2 separate regions of the Mus musculus genome follow, and region 2 is linked to region 1. The links are chromatin contacts, called in public Hi-C maps. All regions are on one chromosome and are shown on one strand. Each heading gives the region's core, a stretch centred on a gene start, on an enhancer-like site or on the middle of the called end of the contact. The rest is flanking DNA. Distances are from core to core; before and after follow the strand shown.

Region 1 (4,363 bases), core at 1,637-4,136:
GATAGTTAGAATCAAGAGGGTAAATTTTTTAATAATTTATTTATTATATATAAGTACATTGTAGCTGTCTTCAGACACACCAGAAGAGGGCATCAGATCTCAATACAGATGGTTGTGAGCCACCATGTGGTTTCTGGGGTTTGAACTCAGGACCTCTACTTTCCAGCCCCACCCCACCCCCCACCCTGGGTAAATTTTTAAAGGGGACACAGGCATCTAAGAATGTTCTAGTTTGACCGGGCAGTGGTGGCACACGCCTTTAATCCCAGCACTTGGGAGGCAGAAGCAGGTGAATTTCTGAGTTTGAGGCCAGCCTGGTCTACAAAGTGAGTTCCAGGACAGCCAGGACTACACAGAGAAACCCTGTCTCAAAAAACAAAACAAAAACAAAACAAACAAACAAAGAATGTGCTTGTTTGTTTCTTTTGAAGCAGGGTGGTCCTAGGAATTGAACCCAGGGCCGCCCACACTAAGCGTACACGACACCACTGAGCTACAGTCTCACCCCACCACCCGAGCTCCCTTCCACATAAGGTCACTGAATCCTCATTAAGACAGAGACAAAAGGAGTGGCCAAAAAGACACCCAAAGAGCCAAACCCAAAGAGGCAAAAAGAACCTGTTATCCTCGAGGCCCATAGAGGTCAGAATCCAAGTCCTTTTAGCATCCAGAAAGAGACACAGTGAGTGGTAGATTTGTATTTGTGGTGTCATGTCTCTATAGCGATCAAAACACCAGGAGGCGCTGCCCCTGACACAAAGGCCTAAGAATTAGGGTTACTACCCAGGCCCTAGGTTGGTCTGCATTTGGCCACAGCGGTCGGTAAGAGGGATATGTGTAAGAGGAAGGTATCCTCGGGTCAGGAGTGATCATCATTTAGGGATGTAAACTAGAGAGACACCACTACCCCCCAAAGCCTAAATTCAGAAAGGCTCAACAAAAGAAAGCAAACCTCTGGCTTTGCCCAAGAGTAAAGCTGAATTTAGGAAACAGGACCAGAATGGATAGGGGCTAAGCTACTTGATAGCCACAGAACCTGGGTTGGGGAGCCCGGAATTGTGCTAAGAATATCAAAGAAGATGCGAGGATTCGGCTTCTGTCGGCATTGATCAAATGCTACCACGCATTGGAGGCCTCGGTGATCCAGGAACAAAAACAGAGTCAGATGCCACAGGTGGTACGAATGTTCACCAAGAGGCAGAGTCAGGTGGGGGGACACAGAGTGACAGCCTAGGCTCTAGGTCCCGGGTCCTGCTCGGGCTCCATACCAGGGACCCCTCGTATGTCCGGCAGCAAGCGACAGCCAGCCACGATATCCAGGCGCTCGGCGAGCGCGCAGAGGTCCCCGCGCGCCAGGCGCACGCTGTGGGCGGCTGCCAGCCCGGTGGCCTGAGCAGCCGCCAGCCTCCCCGCCAGGGCGGCCACATCGCGACCCGCACGGCGGTACACGCCGCTCACCGCAGCCGCTACGTCGTGGTCCAGGCGCGTCTGGCTCTCAGCCAACCGGAGCTGCAGCAGCGAGCGCGCAGGCGCCATGGCAGGGGTCTCCTCCGTGCCCCAAGTCTCCGCCGGATCGCGCTGCACCACGAGCGGGGGCAGGTCGACCGGCACAACCGTGGGCTCGGGCTCAGGCTCCGAGTCGGTCTCCGCCGCCTCCCCGGCCACACGCAGCCCCGTGGGACGGCCGCGCGTAGGGCCCGAGGGACCCAGGTATAGTTCCTCCTCGGACGAGGATGCAGACAGCTCCGAGTCGGTCTCCGCAGCTTCCCCAGGTACCACTGTCCCCGGCCTTCTCCGCCGACCCTGGGATGACTCCATGGCACGGAGCTGGAGAAGAGGAATTGAGCGGACGTGAGGTCCCGAGTCCCAGCCCCTTCACCGCCATCCCCAGCGAGTCCTGACTTGGGCCTCAGTTTCCTCGTGTACACATGGGTTGGAATTGTGCACCTCTGTATCATTTGTGTGCACACCGGGGACATCAAGGACCGTCCAGGCAAAGCCTTAGAACTAGGTCACACGAGATGGCTCAGCTGGGAAAAGGCACTTGCAATCAAACCTGACGCCAAGAGTTCGAACCCAGGGACCCACATGGTGGAAGAAGCGAACTGAGGCCCGTACAGTTGTCCTCTGAGCTCTACACGCGTGCTAGAGACGCACGCGTATATATACATTAACTAATATAAAATAATAATAATGACTTTAATTCCCAGCACCGGAGGAGAGGCAGGAAGATCTCTGTGAGTTCGAGATCAGCCTGATCCTCAATAGTGCCAGGCCATCCAACATTACATACATAGTGAGAACTTGTCTCAAAATAATACTGACAATAATAAAGTAAGTTTTAAAAGCTTTGTAACCAAGAGTTCCCAGAGTCCCACCAGCACAGGCCACACCCTCCACTGTCCTCCTGGCCAGCGAGCACTTGGCCGCAATAGGCACCAGGGCAAACAGAAAGGACAGCCGCCCGAGGGGACCCTTAACAAGAGCCACCGACACCAGAGTCCCGGAAGGAAGGCCATACCGGGTCTCCGAGGCTCCGAGCCCAAGGGGTCCGCTGCCTGGCGGAAGTGAGCCGGTCTCTCGCAGCGTCACGTGAGCCGAGTTATGGCCAATAGGAAAGCGGTTAGACAAGTCGCTTCCGTAGTGTGGGTTTATTTATTTATTTGCTTATGTATTTAGGAAAATTCCGTTTGACGCGTAAATTTATTTTTTTTAATCTTGGACCCTCACAGGAATCAGAGACTCAGCCAATTGGATGTCCGAAGACTCGGGAGCAGGGAGGGAAGCGAAGAAAGGGCGGAAGATGTTAACAGCGCGGCCAAGGAAGGGGCTCGGTGGACCCGCCTCCTGGCTTTCAAGAAGCAGGCGGAGCTAAATAGGATCACCAATCAGATCGGGCCTACCTCCCGAGCTGACCAATGGGAGCCGGAAGCGTTGGCCAGGCGTGAGGGTCGCGAGGCGGCGTATGGCGGACGCGGTGCTATTCGAGTTTCTGCACACCGAGATGGTGGCGGAGCTGTGGGCCCCGGACCCGGACCCAGGCTCGGGGGTGAGCGGCACGCCGTGGCCTCGGGGTGGAGAAGTGGGGTGTGATCGAGCCTTATGGCAGGTCATTGCTGAGGCGGAGCGAGATGACTTGGGTCAAGGCGCTCAGTTCTAGGCCTCGTCCTGGGGCGCCGTTGATAATTAGGGTAATTGGCTGTTATTGGGCTCAGATGAGGGCTCGCCTCACCACCCACTTAGTATGCAACTCAACATCTTTAATCTTCCTATCCTTCCGTTTCCTCCTTAGAAAATGCACCCTCAACCATACCCGGTCTCATCTGTCCCCTCTGCCTGTGTGCTGGATAAAGTGCGTGCTGATCGCGCTACACCCCAGCACACAGTGAGTTTTTTAGTATGGATTTGCCCCTGTAATGAGTAAAGACCCCACCCGGTAATGTGGAAGGTGGCGCTGGGATCACTGAAATATTGTAATCAATAATAGTTACCACCACTTATGTGTTCCTTTGTGCCTTCCTGTGTGTCATACTCCCATCCACCTCCCATTGTCTTCCTTCTCATCCTAGGGAGGTCATGAAGAAGCTGCTTTGTGCAGAGGCACATGCTCTGGGAAGGAGGGAGCCTGCTTCCTCTCTGCTCTGTGTCACCTTGACTCTAATAAAGAGATTAAAATAGCTTTCTGTGAGCCTGCACAGATATGAGCTTGCCCAGGGCTCTCCTCGTAGCTCCTAACTGCTGCCACCGACTGTGTCCGTACTGGGGGCCCTACAGCTGAGGTAATAGAGTTAGTGGGAGTGTGGCCCGATCATCAGGTCTCAGGAGCCTCCCTGATTTTTTGGGAGGGTGGGGGTGGGGGGGTTCGAAACAGGGTTTCTCTGTGTAGCCCTGGCTGTCCTGGAACTCACTCTGTAGACCAGGCTAGCCTCAACTCAGAAATTCACCTGCCTCTGCCTCCCAAGTGCTGGGATTAAAGGCGTGTGCCACCACGCCCGGCTGCCTCCCTGATTTTATAGGCTACATGGCAGTTTGAACTTCCATGACTGTGTGGGAGTTCAAGACCTGCTGCAGAGACTGCTCTGCTCTCTCTTTTCTTCCCTGAGTATCCCTACGCCAACCCGACTCTTGAAGCAGGTTTTCACTGTATGACCCAAGCTGGCTTCTGGTGATCCTCCTGCCTCTGCCTGAAAAGTACTAGGATTATGGGCCCTCCCGTGTCTGGTTTGCACATTGCGCCTCCAGTGTGGTACAGTCAGCCTCTGCATCCCAGAGTGCTGCATCAGTGGTGGCGCACGCCTTTAATCCCAGCACTTGGGAGGCAGAGGCAGGCGGATTTTTGAGTTTGAGGCCAGCCTAGTCTATA
Region 2 (4,097 bases), core at 313-2,812, 6.2 Mb after region 1:
GGGGTGCAGGGAGATGGCTCAGTGACTAAGAGCACTGGCTGCTCTTCCAGAGGAATTGGGTTCAATTCCCAGGACCCATATGGCAGTCCAAAACTGTCTGTATGTACGCAACTCAAGTTCTACAGAATCCAACATCTTCATGCAGACCAAACAACAATGCACGTGAAATAAAAATAAGTAAACCATTTTTAAAAATCTTTTTTTTTTTTTTTTGAGATAGGGTCTCACGTAACTCAACCTGGCCTCAAATGCCTCCTCTCCTACTTCCCAAGCGCTGAAATTACAGACATGTGTCGCCATATCCAGATAAACAAACACACAGGGCTAGGAGCCAAACTCTGGACGTGGCGCGTGCTAGGCAAGCATTCTACACTGTGGTGGTACATTGCCAGACCGCAACAGATTTTGGAAGTGTTATCCTGCCCTTATCAACAATGGATCAAAAGGGAATTCCGAGTTTTCTCCAGTGTTTTCAAGAAAAGTGGGCAGCCAAGCACCGTAGCTTACATCTGTAATGCCAGTACTTGGGAGGCTGGGACAGGACTATCTCCAGTTCGATGCCTGTCTAAGCATCTGGGTGAGCTAAAGGCCATTCCGGACTCGTGGGTGAGATCCTGTCTCAAAAAAATAACGTGGGCAAAGGGTCCTGTTTGAACTTGTAGCTCTCTTTGTCTCCCTTCATAATCATCTTGTGTAAAGGACAGTCATGGCAAAGTCCCTTGCCTTGCCTTTTGATCAGGTGGCATAGGAATCAAACCAGTTTCTTGCTCAACTCCCTTTACAGTTGGAATTTAAGCAATGTAGGACCCTATGAAAACCTGATCTGTCCTTTCAACCCCCGTCTCGTCTCCTTCTATCGAGGCCCACAAGTAGCTGCCTTGCTTTTCCTCTAAAGGGATTCTTCCCTTGAATTTCTCTTCAAGAAGTTTCTCGGACCTTTTCTTTCTTTCCTTCACAGCCCGCGGTGTCTCACACAATGTAAGAATAACTTTTACGTCTCTATTTCTCCCTAAGAAAGACCCCGTGGGGCTCAGATACTCACAGATCTAGCCAAGCCCCGAACCCCAGATCGTCCCAACAGGAGAAGAGCAGCCTGGCGCAGGCCACGGCTCGGCCTCCAGATCTTGGCCGCAGACATCACTATCGCCATCTTGGCTAATAACCACTCCTCCTTTCTCACAGGATAGACATACGGCTGTCCCACCAGATGCCTTATTCAAATAGCAGCACCGCTAGGCCAACACGCTATCTGCTTCTAACCACCTTGCGACAAAGACGCATAAATGAGTAAGGTGGCAATTTTTAGTCTCTAAAATTGCTCCGGTCGTCTGCTTCTAGTTGCTCCTAATTCAGGCAACTAAAAGGACAACTTAACTTGAACCTTCAGGGTTCAGGACCCGGAGCCCTGAGCAAAATGGGCCCTCTCCAAGTCCCTCCCCCTGTTCCCTGTTGTCCAATGGCTATGCCAGAATTGGGAGGTGGAGGTGGGCGGGACCAGATTGTTAGTAAACGCTGAGCCACGTGCTAGGGCCAACTCGGGCGTGCCCTAGACGGGCGCATGCGCAATAGGTACGCGGCCGGTAGAACTGCGCGCGCCGCTAAGCGGAAGCTACGGTGGGAGCCGCAGCGCGCGTGGTCAGCGGCTATGGAGGGCGCAAAGCGTGCAGACGCCAATTTACTCACTGACACCGGAACAGAGTCCAGCCCCCGAAGTCCAGTCTGCAGTCTCCGGCACTTTGCTTGTGAGCAAAACCTGCTGTCCCGGCCGGATGGATCTGCTTCTTTTCTTCAAGGTACGAGCCTCACCAAGTTTAACTCAGCGCGCGCCATCCTCACCGAAGAAGGGTTTTTGAAGAGCGGTTACTGTGTAGTATGTAACCAAGTACGCCCGCCTCCTTGAACTTATTTCTAGATGTTGAGTATACCCACCTCCCGTCTCGAGAAGAAATGAGTTGGCCAGCCTGGTAAATCCCTCTCAGAGGAGATCGAGAGCAAGACCACTCTCATAAGAGTGACTATCCCAGAATAGGTATTTCACCAAGGCAGATATTACCCTTCTCTAGATTTCTTTCTTTCTTTTATCTTTCTTTCAAGACTTATTTTATTTATATAAGAGCACTGTAGCTGTCTTCAGACACACCAGAAGAGGGCATCAGATCCCGTTACAGATGGCTGTGAGCCACCATGTGGTTGCTGGGAATTCAACTCAGGACCTTTGGAAGAGCAGTCAGTGCTCATAACCACTGAGCCATCTCTCCAGCTCCCCTTGACTAGATTTCTTGGGTTTTTGTTGTTGTTGTTGTTGTTGTTGTTTTCACTTTGTTGTTGAACTCACTTTGTAGACCAGGCTGGCCTTGAACTCAGAAATCCGCCTGCTTCTGCCTCCCGAGTGCTGGGATTAAAGGCGTGCGCCACCACGCCTGGCTTTGACTAGATTTCTTAAAAAACACTTCTAGATCCATACATCACCGGTTGAGGCTAAGGTGTTTATTTGCATAAATACCCTTTGAGACAGACACATCACCACCACTGGTTTAAATATAATTACTGTGGCAGATGATACATCTAAGTAAGTGCTCTTCAAATTAAATGTGATCTTCCCATCCTGGGCTGAGAAGCATCTCCCCTTCCCCGGTCCCATCATTTAAGAAAACGTGCCTTTCCTTGGTATACACATTTCATCAGACTAAATGAATAGGGAGAAAAGAGAAGTCTTGTGGCTGAGACCCACACAACCCTATATCCCAGTCGGGCCAGCCAACTTTGAGAGGTCATGAGAGGGTGAGAAACTACCAGAGTAGACAGATGAGAGGGCAGAGACAGAGTTGACAATGGTGAGTTTGTTTGAGATGTTAAAGGCTGATCACCTTATGGCTAATAAGCTAGAGGTCATTGCTTATAGTGGTGGGTCAGAAAGAGCGAGAAAAAAAACAGTTGAGACAAGTCTCCAGGCATTTTCCTGCGAAGGAATCAGATAGATGGGGCAAGAGCTGACGACTGATAGAGCTTAAGAAAGGAGAAAACTGGCAGGTCAGTGGTGGCACACACCGTTAGTCCCAGCACTTGAGACACAGATGCAGGGTCTCTATGAGTTTGAGGCCAGCCTGGTCTATAGAGGGAGTTCCAGGACAGCCAGGAAACCCTGTCTTGGGGAAAAAAAAAAAGGGGAGACAGCTCGGGGCTGGAGAAATGGTTTCTCTTACAGAGAACAAAGTTGAGTTCCCAGCACCCATTCAGGCAGCTTTCAAGCACTTGTAACTTGTGGGGAGCCAGGATATTGGAAGCCCTGTTATGGCCTCTGCAGGGAACTATACACACACACACACACACACACACACACACACACACACATAACTTAAAAAGTAAAATAAATACTAGGGGGAAAAGAAGAGAATTTCTGCAGCCACATCATCGAGATGGTGGGAAGAAAGAGACTCCCTTGCTCGCTGAGAGCACAGTCTATCTAGCAGTACAGGAATGTAGCTCTAGTAAGCACCTGAGTCTATTGGGTTACCTCTGGTTTCATTGGAGAAGCACCCACAGATGTTTAGTGTTCTCATCCCAGGCTGGCTCTCAGCTTAGCTCATTGCTGAAATCAGCCTCCCCTATCTCTTGGGATATAAGAAATAGAGAGGGAACCTTCCCATGTTCTAAAACCCTAAACTCACAGGGCCCTAGTGCAAGCTGGAGACTTGGCAGACTTTCAAAAAGAATGTTGCAGACACTTCTGACCTCAAAGGCTCCTGTAAGAACACCCGATGGAGGGGGCTGTGGCTGCGGCAGGCAAGCAGTGCAAATGATGTGTATGTATGATAATGACACAATATCCCTATTACTTGACATTTGTCCTCACTAGGAGTCTCTTGCTGTGACAAGGACATAACCAGAATCAACGTGGCAGAACCTGGCTTTTCATGGCTTGTTCAGCCTGCTTTCATAGATAACCTAGGACCACCTGCCCAGTGGTGGCGCTGCCCACAGTGAGTGGGGGCCCTTCTATATCAGTTGTTGATCACTAAAATGCCCTACAGGATCATGCAGCAAGACCCTGTCTCAAGAAAAAGAAAATGCCCCCACAGACCTGCCTGCAGGCCAGT

The links. A called contact is a pair of places that touch in the nucleus more often than the background predicts.
Region 2: a contact with region 1 is called in a Hi-C map of B cells, with 6 read pairs. The contact joins the promoter of Exosc5 here to the promoter of Trappc6a in region 1. A contact is called at or near these places in 2 of 39 promoter capture datasets (cranial neural crest and frontonasal cranial neural crest) and 1 of 484 Hi-C or Micro-C datasets (B cells).

What each region holds. Positions count from the first base shown.
Region 1 is chr7:19,505,784-19,510,146 of GRCm38.p6, forward strand. It overlaps Trappc6a (trafficking protein particle complex 6A), which reads left to right and starts at 2,887. Exons shown (of 6, transcript NM_025960.4): 1 at 2,887-3,049. The coding sequence starts at 2,966. Bloc1s3 (biogenesis of lysosomal organelles complex-1, subunit 3) reads right to left here and starts at 2,587. Exons shown (of 2, transcript NM_177692.4): 1 at 2,522-2,587; 2 at 21-1,827. The coding sequence starts at 1,818. The coding sequence ends at 1,231.
Region 2 is chr7:25,657,591-25,661,687 of GRCm38.p6, forward strand. Exosc5 (exosome component 5) reads left to right here and starts at 1,563. Exons shown (of 6, transcript NM_138586.3): 1 at 1,563-1,793. The coding sequence starts at 1,646. Bckdha (branched chain ketoacid dehydrogenase E1, alpha polypeptide) reads right to left here and starts at 1,171. Exons shown (of 9, transcript NM_007533.5): 1 at 1,043-1,171. The coding sequence starts at 1,150.